4 separate regions of the Sus scrofa genome follow, and regions 1, 2 and 3 are each linked to region 4. The links are chromatin contacts, called in public HiChIP or PLAC-seq and promoter capture Hi-C maps. All regions are on one chromosome and are shown on one strand. Each heading gives the region's core, a stretch centred on a gene start, on an enhancer-like site or on the middle of the called end of the contact. The rest is flanking DNA. Distances are from core to core; before and after follow the strand shown. Region 1 holds the start of ARMC5 (armadillo repeat-containing protein 5). Region 2 holds the start of VKORC1L1 (vitamin K epoxide reductase complex subunit 1-like protein 1). Region 3 holds the start of CHCHD2 (coiled-coil-helix-coiled-coil-helix domain-containing protein 2). Region 4 holds the start of SBDS (SBDS, ribosome maturation factor).

Region 1 (3,310 bases), core at 284-2,783, 950 kb before region 4:
CTGTGGCGCAACAAGATGGGTGGTATCTGCAGCACCAAGACTCAGGTTGGATTCCTGGCCTGACACAGTGGGTTAAAGGATCTGGCGTTGCTGCAGCTGCAGCGTGGTCAAAACTATGGGTCAGATCTGATCCCTGGCCCAGGAACTCCATATGCTATGGGGCAGCCAAAAAAGAAAGAAAAAAAAAAAAAAAACGAAAGGAAAAAAGAGAACGGGATGGAGTCCAAGCTCATGTACATAACTAGGCAAAAGAAGGGCCAGGAATTGTTGCTGACTCCCCCTCCTCCCAGCGCACCCAGGCCGCAGTGTTTAAAGAGTGCTTCCACACTTGCTAGTGCCTCAACTGATAGGTTCCCAGGGGGATGGTGGACTTGAAACACGGGTCAATGACATTAGAAAGTCGCTGACCAAGAATCAACCACCCTGTCTGCTAAGTCAATCAACTACCCCGCCCGATTAACCACCCTGCCTGCTTAAGTCAATCCCTGCCCAAGGCAGGGTGGTTACAGCACTTATCCGGACAGGAGAAATGGAGAGGGAAAGCTATCGTCCTTTGCCACCCTCCTCCCTCGCACATTGTTCCCTCCACGTTTTGCTGGCAACCAGCCTTTTATAACTAGATCTCCACGGAATTCCCATAGTGGCCGGTAGTAACGAACCGACATAGTGTCTATGAGGATGCTGATTAGATCCCAGGCCTTGCTGAGTGGGTTAAGGATCCCGACCTGCCGAGAGCTGTGATGTAGGTCGCAGACGCAGTTTTGATCCCGCTTGCTGTGGTTGTGGTGTAGGCCAGCAGCTGCAGTTCCAGCTCCAATTGGACCCCTAGCCTGGGAATTTCTATATGCCGAGGGTGCGGCCCTAAAAGGGGTGGGGGTGGGGAAGAACAACTCCTCACAATCGCTGCTGATGCCATCCTGAGCTCGGCCCATCTATTTGGGATGCCTTAATAAATCACTCCTGCTTTACTGACTTGGCCTTGGCCGGTCCTCGCCCAGCAAACCTCAAGCACAAGAGGTGAAGACACTCAGGACCCAGGAATCCAGCACCGGAAACGGAAAGGTCCACTAGCTCCTGCCGCTCTAGGAAGTGGCAGCGAACGGTATCGATAGCTTTAACCCTCTTGTTCACTTGACGGAGCAAATGCTCCCATCTGTAGCCGCTGTGAGGAATGTGACACCTTCTGCTTGGCTCGGGTTCTGAGCTCATCAACGCGGACTTCGGTGCCCCGGCCACCGCTGGAGGGGCGGGGAGGACGGCAAAGCGAGCCTGAAGGAAAAGGCTGTCGCTGGGGACACTCTGGGGGCGGAGTAGCCAAGTCACCTGGAGCAGTACAGTACTGAGACTCCGTAGTCGGATATCTGGGTTCTCCAGAGACACTGACCCATTCGAGTACCGGGAGAGTTGCCTACTATCCTACGCGGGGCATGTTACGCTTGGCGCGGACTACGTATCCAAGCATGCGCCGCACACGCCTCTTAGGCACGCACAGCGATTAGATAACCACCACTCTCGTCGAGCCTTCTGCGACTGTGCAGGTCAGAGCACCAAGGATCGGGAACTACAACTTCCGACTGGCATAATTACTGCGGCGGCGCTATTTAAAAAGCGTCAGAGAGGAGGTGCCTGGCCACGCCCCTCCTTCCAGTTCCGCTCTCTTGGATGCGCTGCGAAGGGGGGGCGGAGCCTTAAGCCTGAGCCAAGATGGCGGCCGCGAAGCCAACCCCCACGGACTCGCTCTCGTTCTGCCTCGCGCAGCTCACGGCGGCGGCCGGGGAGGGTCTAGGTGGGGGAAAGGACACAGCTACCAACGAGACACCCTTGGGCCGCGCGCTCTTAGCCCTCCGCACGCGCCACGTCAAGGCAGCGGGGGGAATCGAGCGCTTCCGGGCACGCGGCGGGCTCCGCCCCCTTCTCGCTCTGCTACGGCGAGCGGCTGCAGCGGGTCCCGCCCTGTCCCAGGCTGGCTCAGGCTCCACCCCCTCTTCGGTCGAGTCAGCGGCTTCTTCTGGCCCCGCCCCCTCGCCGGGCCCCGCCCCCTCCGCAGCTTCGTCATCACCGACGCCCTCTCCGCCAGCGCGCCTGCGCAAGACGCTGGACTTAGCGCTCAGCATCCTAGCCAACTGCTGTACGGAAGGGGCGTGCCGGGCTGAAGTGCGCAGACTCGGAGGCATACTCCCATTGGGTAAGTGCTCCGCCCTCATTTCCTAGGATTCCACCCGAACTTGTGTCCTATTCTGGGCGTGGGCAGAGTCTTTGAGTTCTGTGTGTGGTAGCCTGGAAGACTGCGCTTTATGACGGCACAGCGCCCCCCCGCTCTTTAGCTGTCATGACCCGTGATGTCACTGCTCTCTATAAATTAGACCCTAGCCCTCCTAGATCAGATAATTACAAGCAGTTACTTACTGGCTGTGGAGCACCACTCTCGCCTCTGGGCTGGTGGAGGCCAAAGGATTATGTAGTGACTCTTTCAAATGATTCTTACTCTCCACTTAAGGCCTTGTGTCTGGCCTTGTGCAGGAGCAAGTCCCATTTGATGAACTGGTGGTCAGAAAGTGTGCTCTGCGGTCAGCTAGACTCATCCGAGGCTAGGATGGTAAAATGGTGTAATAATAGTTACTTCAAAAAATTGGAATAGGGAGTTCCCTTCGTGCTTCAGCGGTTAACGAATCCGACTAGGATCCACGAGGATGCAGGTTCGATCCCTGGCTTGCTCAGTGGATTAAGGATCCCACGTTGCTATGAGCTGTGGTGTAGATCGTAGGTGCGGTTCTGATCTCCCCTTACTCTGGCTCTGGTGTAGGCCGGCGGCTGTAGGTCTGATTAGACCCCTAGCCTGGGAATTTCCATATTCTGTGGGTGTTCAGCTCTAAGAAGCCAAAAGAAAAAAGAAAAAAAGGAATAGAGAGACGTCCCTGGTGGCTCAATGTGTTAAAGATCTGGCATTGTCACTGCTGTGGCTCAGATCACTGCTGTGTTGTGGGTTCCATCCCTAGCCTGGGAACTTCCACCCGCAGGGAAAAAAAAAAAAAGAAGGAGAAAAAAAAATTAGAATAGGAAGAAAATGAAATACAAAAAAGGTGATAATTAGATGGATTGGGTATTTAGTTATTAAAAGCTAGCACAATAAGAACACATCCTAAGCCAATATTCTACAATGTAAATATAATGTAACCTTTAAAAATTGGGAATTACCATATTGTACACCTGCAGCTTGTATAATATCATACTTCACCTACACTTCAATTTTAAAAAAGAACCAATCCTAACAAAAGACAGCAAGCTTTTCTGTTTACCAGCTAATTTGGCG
Region 2 (3,145 bases), core at 73-2,572, 600 kb before region 4:
CAGCTCAACAGCATCAGATTCCTGACCCACAGAAACTGTGCGAAAATAAAGAGTTTTTTTTTTTAACTGCTACATTTGGGGTAATTTGTTATGGAACAGTTCATAACTAATACAGGACATCAATACTCAAAATTACTATATAAAACTTGAAATCTCTCTGACAGCTGCAAAGAGGAAAATGCTAGCAATCTCCCAAAATAGTGTGTTTCTTCTTAGAGAGTAACATACATATAGTTTTCTTTTAGTTTTGGCCACCAGGAAACTCAGAGCTAATTTGTGGCTCCTTTTAATAATTATGTGATACCCTATGGCCTGCTTAGCTGTGTTCTTAACTCCTGGTCTTTCCTTTTTTTTTTTTTTTTTTTTTTTTGTCTTTTTAGGGCTGCACTCGAAGTATATGGAGGTTCCCAGGCTAGGGGTCATATCAGAGCTGCCCCTGCTGGCCTACACCACAGCCACAGTAACACCGGATCTGAGCCATGTCTGCAACCTGCACCACAGCTCGTGGCAAAGCCAGATCCTTAACCACTGAGCGAGGCCAGGGATCGAACCTGCATCCTCATGGATACCAGTCAGGTTAATTTCCCCCGAGCCACAACGGGAACTCCCTGGTCTTTCCTTTTCATTTGTCTTTTTCTTCATCCTGATTTTTTAGTTAATTTTTATTCTTTTCTATATTGCATGAATTAAGTTGTCATCTCAAATTCAGCTCACAGGGAATCAAGTCATTCGGCAATAATAATTTTAAAGAATAGTTTAAAAATAGTTAAATTCGCACTTGTAGAACGTGAGGTGCCTGGAAGTGGTGATGGAGATCAGGTAACACAAGTGAGGCTCTGGAGCTTGGCTCTGGAGCTCAGTGCAATGGCCAAGGTTCATTTGGGTTGGGTCCGAAAATATCAAGTGAAAATGACAAAAAAGGGGGGAAGGATGGCAATTGATTGTCATTCCGAGGAGGTGGGGCCAAGGGCTTATCCATTCACACCCGGTGGTATCTTCAAAATTTATTCCTTGCACCTGGTCTCCTAGGGCCCGCCCCGCCCCTCTCCGAGCCCCCGCCCCTCCCCTCTCTGAGCCCCCGCCCCTTCCTTGACCCCTCCCCCCTCGGAGTCCCGCCCACCGCGCGCGCCGCACCGCCTCTGGCTCCGCCTGCCGGCCCGGCCTCCCGGGCGGTTGCGCGCTCCGCCCCCTCCCTCCGCGCCCGCGCGCGCCTTCCCCGCCCCGCCAGGCTCTCTCCTTTCGGGGCGGTTGGGCCGCGCGCCTGTGGGGGCGGGGCCCGGAGGAGGCCATCGAGCCAATGGGGCGCGGCGGCGGCGGTGGCAGTGGCGGCGGCGGCGGAGGCGGTGGCGGTAGCGGCGGCGGCTGGGTCGGGCCCCGACGGGCGGCGGCGGCTGAGGTGGAGGCGGAGGGAGGCGGCGGCGGCGAAGGAGGCGGCGGTGGCGGCGGAGGGGGGAAGATGGCGGCGCCCGTCCTGCTGAGAGTGTCGGTGCCGCGTTGGGAGCGGGTGGCCCGGTATGCAGTGTGCGCCGCCGGGATCCTGCTCTCCATCTACGCCTACCACGTGGAGCGGGAGAAGGAGCGGGACCCTGAGCACCGGGCCCTCTGCGACCTGGGCCCCTGGGTGAAGTGCTCCGCCGCCCTTGCCTCCAGGTAGTCCAGCTGTGGGGAACGGGCCGGGAGCGGCCGAGCGGGACGAGGGCGGAGGCTGGGGGTGGGGAGCGCGCGGCGGGAGCTCGGGCCTGGGGGACAGCGGGGACCGGGCCGCGAAGGGACGGACGGCTCCGCGAGCCTGGCCGGGGGCCGCGGCCCGGGTCGGGGGGCGGCGGCCCGGGGGCCGGCCCGAGTACAGGCCGCCGGGGCGGAGGTGGCGGGGCCGAGAGACCGGCGAGGAGGGATGAGGTGGCAGAGTGTAGCCAGGAGGCCGGAGCGGACCGAGAGCAGTTGGGCAGGCTGGGGCCGGGCTGAGAAGGAGCAAGCAGGGTTCGCGGAGGGTGGGTCCCCGCCAGCTTGACAGATTTCCTGGTTCTTGCCCGGGGAGGCGGGTCGGAGGCGTGCGACCCTGCCGGGGGGAACCGTGAGGTCAGTGTCCACCCGTCGTCCGGGGTCGCTGCTGCAGCCCAAGGCTGTGCGGCCAGCGTGGGCTCGGGGTTGCATTTCCTACTGTCTTCCCGGTGCTAGGACAGGTGTTTCCGTGGTCAGGCCTCTTTGTACTCTGTAGCGCTAATGAGAATTTGCAGACTTCTGGAGACAGTGACATTTGCGAGCAAAAACGAATTTGACCCTACTCTGGAAGAAGATACTGGCACTTAACATATCTGATTTCTTGGATTCCCCCTCTTATTTTTCAGTGTGCCCGGGAGGGGGGAATGGCTTGAGTGTGGGTCTAGCCTAAGCTTACTTTGAGGAAAATATGTGTATGTCATGTATAGTGATGATGTTTGGGGTATTAGGGTGATGTCTAAACCTTGTTGGTTGGTATAATGGAATATTCCCCGAAGAGTAAAAATACATGCATCACTAAACTGGAGAGATTGGTTTGTTTTACTGATAATTTTAGGGTTTTTAAAATGTTGTAGTTGGTTTACTGCTTTTCTGCATTAGATTTTCCTAGGCAAGTTATTTTGAAAAAGAGGAGTTTACATCTTAAAAGTGGCTGTTCTTTTTTCTTATTGAGGAGGATTCGTGTTTTTAAAAGTAGCAAAAGTGAAAGAAATTATTTCACAATTGATAGAGACGCTATGCCTAATATTGTTAACAGTAGTCACATTTGAGTAATTTCTTCCTCTTCTGTTGATCTGTAAATTACTAGGTAGATGCTAATGTATAGCTCACTAGTTTATTTTGACCTACATATTGGTGATTACAGGAACAACCTAGTATTGGAGTTTGTCTTGTTACTATTTACAAACTTTAGGTTACTGATCTTCTCCCCTTAGACAGCCTTCTTCCCTGAACCAGGTACTCATTTGCCCTTAAACCAAAATCCTGTAGCTTTTTAGTGGGAAAATAGTCATTATTGCTACATTAAACATAATGTGTTTAAAATGTTGATGCTAATTAACATTTAAAATATGTCAGTGTGATAGAAAGCTCACATTTGTTATTGGGTATTTTGAACTAAGCTAATAGACTTAATAGACTCTCA
Region 3 (3,085 bases), core at 510-3,009, 650 kb before region 4:
GAAATAAACTGGTTCAGTTTCTTCATTTCATAGATTAGAAAACTGGGAGTTCCTGTGGTGGCGCAGTGGTTAACGAATCCGACTAGGAACCCTGAGGTTGTGGGTTCGGTCCCTGCCCTTGCTCAGTGGGTTAACGATCCAGCGTTGCCATGAGCTGTGGTGTAGGGCGCAGATCCTGCTCGGATCCAGCGTTGCTGTGGCTCTGGCATAGGCTGGCAGCTACAGCTCCGATTCGACCCCTAGCCTGGGAACTTCCATATGCCGCGTGAGCGGCCCCCCAAAAAAGAAAAAACTGAAACTCAGTAAATGGAAGTGACATGTCTGAACTGTTACACCTAATTTCACCTATTTCCCATCTGTAGGACATTTGAATGCTTTCAAAATTTCAGGGAGTTCCCGTTGTGGCACAGTGGTTAACGAATCCTACTAGAAACCATGAGGTTGCGGGTTCGGTCCCTGCCCTTGCTCAGCAGGTTAACGATCCGGCGTTGCCGTGAGCTGTGGTGTAGGTTGCAGACGCGGCTCGGATCCTGCGTTGCTGTGGCTCTGGTGTAGGCTGGCAGCTACAGCTCTGATTAGACCCCTAGCCTGGGAACCTCCATATGCTGCGGGAGCGGCCCAAGAAATAGCAACAATAACAACAAAAGACAAAAGACCAAAAAAAAAAAAAAATTCACTAATATGTCCAGTGCTGCTTTCAAAATCTTTCACATAGATTATACGCCTTCTGTCCATTTTTTAGATTGTTTCCTTGGGTGCTAGTCCCTCAAATAAGACTAGGTCAAAAGTTTATGACTTCACTTCGTGTTAGGTAGTTTATTTGGCATAACTTTTTAACAATAGGGTTTCCTCTCGGATAACAATCTTTCGCTAAGTGAACTCCCTACACTCGTGGCATACTGTCTGAACACAATACACCAGGCAAGCTACTGTGCTAAATGCTCTGAATTAGCCACGAGCAAACTTGGGTCTGAGACCTTGCTTCCCTACTTATTGGTGGACAAGTCACTTATTCTGAGTCTCCAGTTTCTGTAAAACAGGAATAACATTTACCGCTAAGGTTACCGTGTGGCGCAACTGGCAGCACATTTTACAAGTATTTTACGAACTAGCAAACATCACGTACACGTGAGACATTGACGACGGTGACCCCTACTGGGCCAAGTCCTTGGAACGCTCACTGCTCACGGAAGAGATCATTTACTGAAATTAAAATGCGATATTTTCCCAATTACACTAGCTTCCATTGTTTTCTGTGCTATTTTTGGCGTTTCTGCGTGATTACACCTATAAATACCACTTATTTCTAGAACGGGCCTGTTTTAACTTGAGTTCTACAATATTTCAAATTATAATTCATGGGCATTCAAAATTAGGAAGTACGCCACTAACGAGAAAACTAGCTAAAGCCCTACAATTAGCTTGCGGCGACCGGAGGAGGGCCCACACCGCCCTGGCCTTCGGAAGCCCCGGCCCGCCGACACCCCGCTGCTCCGAGGCCCACCCGCAGCCTCTCTCTGCGCCACGGCACCAGCAGGACCCCAAACCCCGGTGGTCTCACCTAGCCGGAGGGGCCATGCGGGAAGTGCGGCTTCGGCTTCCACGAGGCATCGTAACTGCGCAACGAACGCGAACCTAGAAGACAGAGAAACTCAGAGGAGACCCTGGCGGCTTCTGCAGAGACCGACAGCGGAAGTCGGAAGGCGGGGCCGGCCTCAGCGCGCAACCAATCAGCTCTCAGGCCTTCCGTTCGCCGACGTTTCCGCGGGTTTGAAGGTCACAGGAAGAGTAGGACGTCACGGCGGCGCCTCGTCGTACGCAGTTGACGTAAGGAGCTCGGCGCCCGGGCTTTTTGCGAAATTGTAATAGGATTTGGGTGTTCACAAACCTCGTCCTCGGAGCCTAGTGCGAGTCAGAACCGCTAGCTGTTTGCTTCCTAGGGCGCAAGGACTGCAGCTGATACCTTCAGCCGTTCGCATTATTAACATGGTAGGTCAGCTCTAACCTTGAGAGAGTGAGTCAGAGCTGTGGCATGATTGCCGCTGAACCTTGGGCAAGTTACTTAACTTTTCTCATTAAGTTATTTATTGGGGTAAATATTTTTTGAGGCGCAGTGTGGGCACGTAATAACCGAAATGAAGAAAACGGAGAACTTTAGGGATCGACAGAGCTAAGTTGGTTCTACTTGTTTTTTCTGGATCCAATCAAAAATTCAGACAATAATAATGCCCCACATCTATGTATTTAATAAATGTTCCAACCCCTTCCATATATATTATAGAATTTGTGCCTGTAATTGGGATGGTATTAGTTTACTTATAATTAAACAAGATGTTCTGAATGGTCTACAAGCATTAGCTAGGTTCTGGAGATAATCTAGTTAAATGGAGTTTAAATTCAGGGAGTGAGACACTAATACCTACATAAATTGGATGGTGGAGATAGGAAGCAAAAGCAGGGTAAGGAAGTTAGAAGTTGGAGAGAGCAGGAGCCTTTGAAGAGGTGGTATCTGAACGAAATTTTTGAGTAAGTGGGGAAGCAAGCTTTGTGTTTGTCAAGGGTAAGAGCATTCCTGGCAGAGGGAACAGCAGATCCAAAGCCCTGGAGGATCTGTGCTTCAAGGATACTTGGTGTAAAGTGCTTTTAACAGTACATTTTAGGAGTTCCCTAGTGGCTCAGTTGTAATGAACCCAACTAGTATCCATTAGGATGCAGGTTCAATCCCTGGCCTCACTCAGTGGGTTAAGGATCTGGTGTTGTGTTGCTGTGAGCTGTGGTGTAGGCCCCCAGCTGCAGTTCCAATTGTACCCCAAGCCTGGAAATTTCCATGTGCCACAGTGCGGTCCTAAAAAGAAAAAAAAAAAAAAATTAAAGAAGTTATAATAGGAGTTCCCATAGTGGCGCAGTAGAAATGAATCTGACTAGAACCATGAGATCGCGGGTTTGATCCGTGGCCTCACTCAGTGGTTTAAGGATCCAGCATTGCTGTGAGCTGTGGTGTAGGTTGCAGACTCGGCTCAGATCTGGTGTTTCTGGGGCTGTGGCTGTGGTTGGCAGCTGTAGCTCTGATTAGATCCCTAGCCTG
Region 4 (3,438 bases), core at 154-2,653:
TTTATTAATTATTTTTATTTTTTTCCATTATAGCTGGTTTAGAGTGTTCTGTTAATTTCCTACTGTACAGCAAGGTGACCCAGTCACACATACACATATACATTCTTTTTTCTCACATTATCATGCTCTATCATAAGTGACTAGAAATAGTTTCCACTGCTATACAGCAGGAGAAAATAATTGCTAAAAATAATACTTTAAAGTTTAACCTATCTCTAAGTACTTACACCACAAATGGATATTAGGGTCGATTATGCTGCAGTGGTTAGAACGCACCTGCTTACAGATTTCAGTCTGGTCATCTGTTCCAAATGCACTGATGAGATCTTCCTTCTTTGCAACTTGACCTTTAGAAACATTTACAAACACTGAGTGGGTCTGTAGAACTTCATCAAGATCTTTTTCCCTTGTGAGAACAGGAGAGAAAGTCCTAAATAAATACTTTTGCAACTTGGAAGTTCGTTCACATATAAATCCAAGACGGCAACGATACAAATAGTAAGAAACAACTACTTCTAAACGACCCTTGGTGCCCGGGGAACGTTTTCCAAATTGAGAACTCCATTTGTATTCACATTTACTCACTGGGGAAAAACATCGTGGGAATATGCGTGAATCACTGAGGGGTGGGGTCAGGCTGCCGCCAAGGAATTCCGTTCTCTAGATGGCAGCAGTGAATATGCTACGCACTCTAGTTAAATTACTGGGCTTAGATCTGTGACATGCACAAACTATAGAAGTACCTGGAAGACTACGACCTTTGCCTTGATCATCATTCCGAGAAAAGAACCACAATTAGAAGGGTTTCTTGGCCGTAGCTTTTATGACATTACAGCAAAAGCAAAAACCAAACCCCAAACCACACCAACAAAACAAAAAAGAGAACGTTCGCTTTAGACGCTAAGCGCGAGCAGCAGGAGTAAACTTCCCACTTCCTTCCCTGACAAGACCCCAGCATGGCAAACTCATTAGACAACCAGAGGGAGGTGGGCTCCAAGGCTATCAGCTCCAGCTCCCGCCAGGGATCGGAGGGAGAGGGTCACTCACACGCCGCTCCGCCAGCCGACGACCTTATTTTTGTAGCAGGCGATTTCAAAGCGCTTCCCGGCTCGCTTCATCCGTACCACAGCCACATTGGTCAGGCGTATCTGGTTGGTGGGGGTGAAAATCGACATCGCGGCCACTCAGCGACCTTGGGACCGGCGAACCAAGGTAAACCCGCGCCGCCGGCCTGAGGCCACCTGCGCCTCGATGTAACCACCCGGCGAGCGGCACAGTCACGCCCGCAGACTGGGCGACGCAGTGACTAACACCCTCGCGGGCCACCCCAATACACCCAGCTGACTTATTGCGCAGGCGTCAGGTGTTGCGGGAACCGCGCGAGGAAGAGGGGGCAAAAACGCCTGCGCATTGTGGCTTTTACGACATCATTCGGCGCCGGAAAGAGTAGCGCTCTTCCTTGACGTAATTTACTTTCGCGAAAGAACCAAAGAGCTCTGATTGGCTGGTGGAGATGTTTGGGGACCGGGTGGAAACTCTGACGCCGGTGCCTCATAGTTCCGGGAGTTCAGGGCCACGCCCCCCTTAACTTTACCTTATATAAAAATTGTAACACAAAATACTTAGAGAAAAGTGTAATGAGCCCCCATGTACCCATCATTCTTTCCAACAATTATCAATATTTTGCTTTTCTTGTTTCATTCTCCCTCTTTTTTTTTTGGTTGGAGCATTTTAAAGCAAATCATCTTGTGGTTTTAGCTTTAAATAGTGAAACTTCCAACAGATACACCTAACAAGATTAACCATAATCCCCTAATAACACCTCCTAGCCAACTCACAATCAAATTTACCCTAAATAATGCCTTTTTTACAGTTGGTGTGTTTCAACTGAGATTCAAATGGGATCACAAATTGCATTCGGTTGATTATGCCCTTAGTCTCTTTTAACGCTCCTCACCCCCCATTTTTTCCCCTAAATCACTCCTGTCTAATTCGGCTTTTCTCAAAGTCCGTTCCCTCCTCTATGCGGATTCCTGAGTGTGCAGGAGCTTTCCAGTTTCCATTCTCGGAGCCCTGGGCAGGGCTTTTCTCTGGGCCCATTCCTTCCCTTTCTGAGCCAATCCGACGGGGCCGGGAGTGCTCTGGATTACACTCACCAAGTTCTGGGCGGTGTTTTTTCTGGGCCCGCCCCCTTTTCCCTCTGAGCCAATCCGAGCGGGGCCGGGAGCTCTCCGGTTTCTTTTCACCAAGCTCTGAGCGGAGCTCGCCTCTGGGCCCGCCCCTTCCCCCTCTGAGCCAATCCAGACAGGCCTGCGAATGGCATGGCTGCCCCCAGTTTCTCAGGCTCTGGGCACACGGCTAATGCTACAAGGAGGTTCTGGCGGTTTCCCAGTATTCGCGCCGGACGCTAGGTTTGTTAGGTCCGCTGTCCTGGGCTCCAGTCGCGCCGCAGGACTTGGGCTCTAAGAAGAATGGGTAAGGGCCCCCAGCGGGCAAGATTCCTGGGGCGGGAAGGGAGAGAGCCGTTTTTCTGAGACCCTCGGGCCCCTTCCCCCGGAATACGTTGACCTTCTCACCCTGGGACCAGTGTTGCTGAGGACAAGGGAGGACTGATCCCTGCTTGTGACCTGGCTTTGGCCTTTTGAGGCTAGGAGATGAGTATAGACCTATGCCCCTAAACTCATGTAAAGGGCAGAAAAAACCGCCTCTCCCCCTCACCCACGGGTGTTGAGGACTTTTGGTCCTTTCTAGGATGGAGTAGCACCTGTAAACCCCCAATTTTAGATTTCGGCTTTTAAAATTGCCCCCAAGTTCAGCATTTAAGGCCAGGTCCATCCATAGCTCCCTTTAAAAAGTGGGACTTGAGGTCAGTTACTTGTGCAAGTAGCTCTTGGTCTCTAAAAATAAAATTAAAAAAAGAATACTTTCGGTTTTATTTTAGGGTTTTCTTATGGAGCAGCATAACAAAACAAAATTAACTTGGTTAATTAGTATAATTCCACATAAAGTGTTTTGACTTTATGTTCATTCTTTTCCGAATGCTATAACCAAATGAAATAAAATTTTATATATTTTTTGAATTAGCATTACAGTCAGAATTATATCACGTTACCACATAATGTGTTGTTTTTTGTTTGTTTTTTTTTTTTTTTTCTTTTTTGCCTTTTTTTTTAGGGCTTCACCCGTGGCATATGGAGGTTCCCAGGCTAGGGGTTGAATCAGAGTTGTAGCTGCCGGCCTATGCCACAGCCACGGCAAAGCCAGATCGGAGCCACGTCTGCGACCCATACCACAGCTCACAGTAACGCCGGATCCCTAACCCATTGAGCAAGGCCAGGGATGGAACCCTCATGGTTTAGTCAGATTCGTTTCCTGTGCCAGGACGGGAACTCCTATAATGTGTTGTTTTTATTAGAGTTGCTTTTTATATATTTCTTA

What was found. Promoter capture Hi-C pulls out the DNA fragments that hold promoters and counts their contacts. HiChIP or PLAC-seq counts read pairs in DNA pulled down with a chosen protein or histone mark.
Region 1: a contact with region 4 is called in an H3K27ac HiChIP or PLAC-seq map of alveolar macrophages. The contact joins the promoter of ARMC5 here to the promoter of SBDS in region 4. A contact is called at or near these places in 2 of 47 Hi-C or Micro-C datasets (heart right ventricle and skeletal muscle) and 1 of 2 datasets of contacts at active chromatin or transcription factors (alveolar macrophages).
Region 2: a contact with region 4 is called in a promoter capture Hi-C map of fetal skeletal muscle, with 2.8 times the contacts expected there. The contact joins the promoter of VKORC1L1 here to the promoter of SBDS in region 4. A contact is called at or near these places in 2 of 5 promoter capture datasets (fetal liver and fetal skeletal muscle) and 1 of 2 datasets of contacts at active chromatin or transcription factors (alveolar macrophages).
Region 3: a contact with region 4 is called in an H3K27ac HiChIP or PLAC-seq map of alveolar macrophages. The contact joins the promoter of CHCHD2 here to the promoter of SBDS in region 4. A contact is called at or near these places in 1 of 5 promoter capture datasets (fetal liver) and 1 of 2 datasets of contacts at active chromatin or transcription factors (alveolar macrophages).

The regions. Positions count from the first base shown.
Region 1 is chr3:17,106,746-17,110,055 of Sscrofa11.1, reverse strand. It overlaps ARMC5 (armadillo repeat-containing protein 5), which reads left to right and starts at 1,533. Exons shown (of 6, transcript XM_021086388.1): 1 at 1,533-2,185. The coding sequence starts at 1,705. It overlaps LOC100626250 (cytochrome c oxidase subunit 6A2, mitochondrial), which reads right to left and starts at 1,433. Exons shown (of 8, transcript XM_021086396.1): 1 at 974-1,433.
Region 2 is chr3:16,762,274-16,765,418 of Sscrofa11.1, reverse strand. VKORC1L1 (vitamin K epoxide reductase complex subunit 1-like protein 1) reads left to right here and starts at 1,322. Exons shown (of 3, transcript XM_003124445.4): 1 at 1,322-1,650. The coding sequence starts at 1,457. It overlaps LOC102162776 (a long non-coding RNA gene), which reads left to right. Exons shown (of 4, transcript XR_001307408.2): 4 at 1-70.
Region 3 is chr3:16,811,083-16,814,167 of Sscrofa11.1, reverse strand. CHCHD2 (coiled-coil-helix-coiled-coil-helix domain-containing protein 2) reads right to left here and starts at 1,759. Exons shown (of 4, transcript XM_003124448.4): 1 at 1,562-1,759. The coding sequence starts at 1,611. It overlaps LOC102162776 (a long non-coding RNA gene), which reads left to right and starts at 1,853. Exons shown (of 4, transcript XR_001307408.2): 1 at 1,853-1,989.
Region 4 is chr3:16,159,489-16,162,926 of Sscrofa11.1, reverse strand. It overlaps SBDS (SBDS, ribosome maturation factor), which reads right to left and starts at 1,403. Exons shown (of 5, transcript NM_001244393.1): 1 at 1,048-1,403; 2 at 277-406. The coding sequence starts at 1,175. It overlaps TYW1 (S-adenosyl-L-methionine-dependent tRNA 4-demethylwyosine synthase), which reads left to right and starts at 2,275. Exons shown (of 16, transcript XM_021086357.1): 1 at 2,275-2,475. The coding sequence starts at 2,472.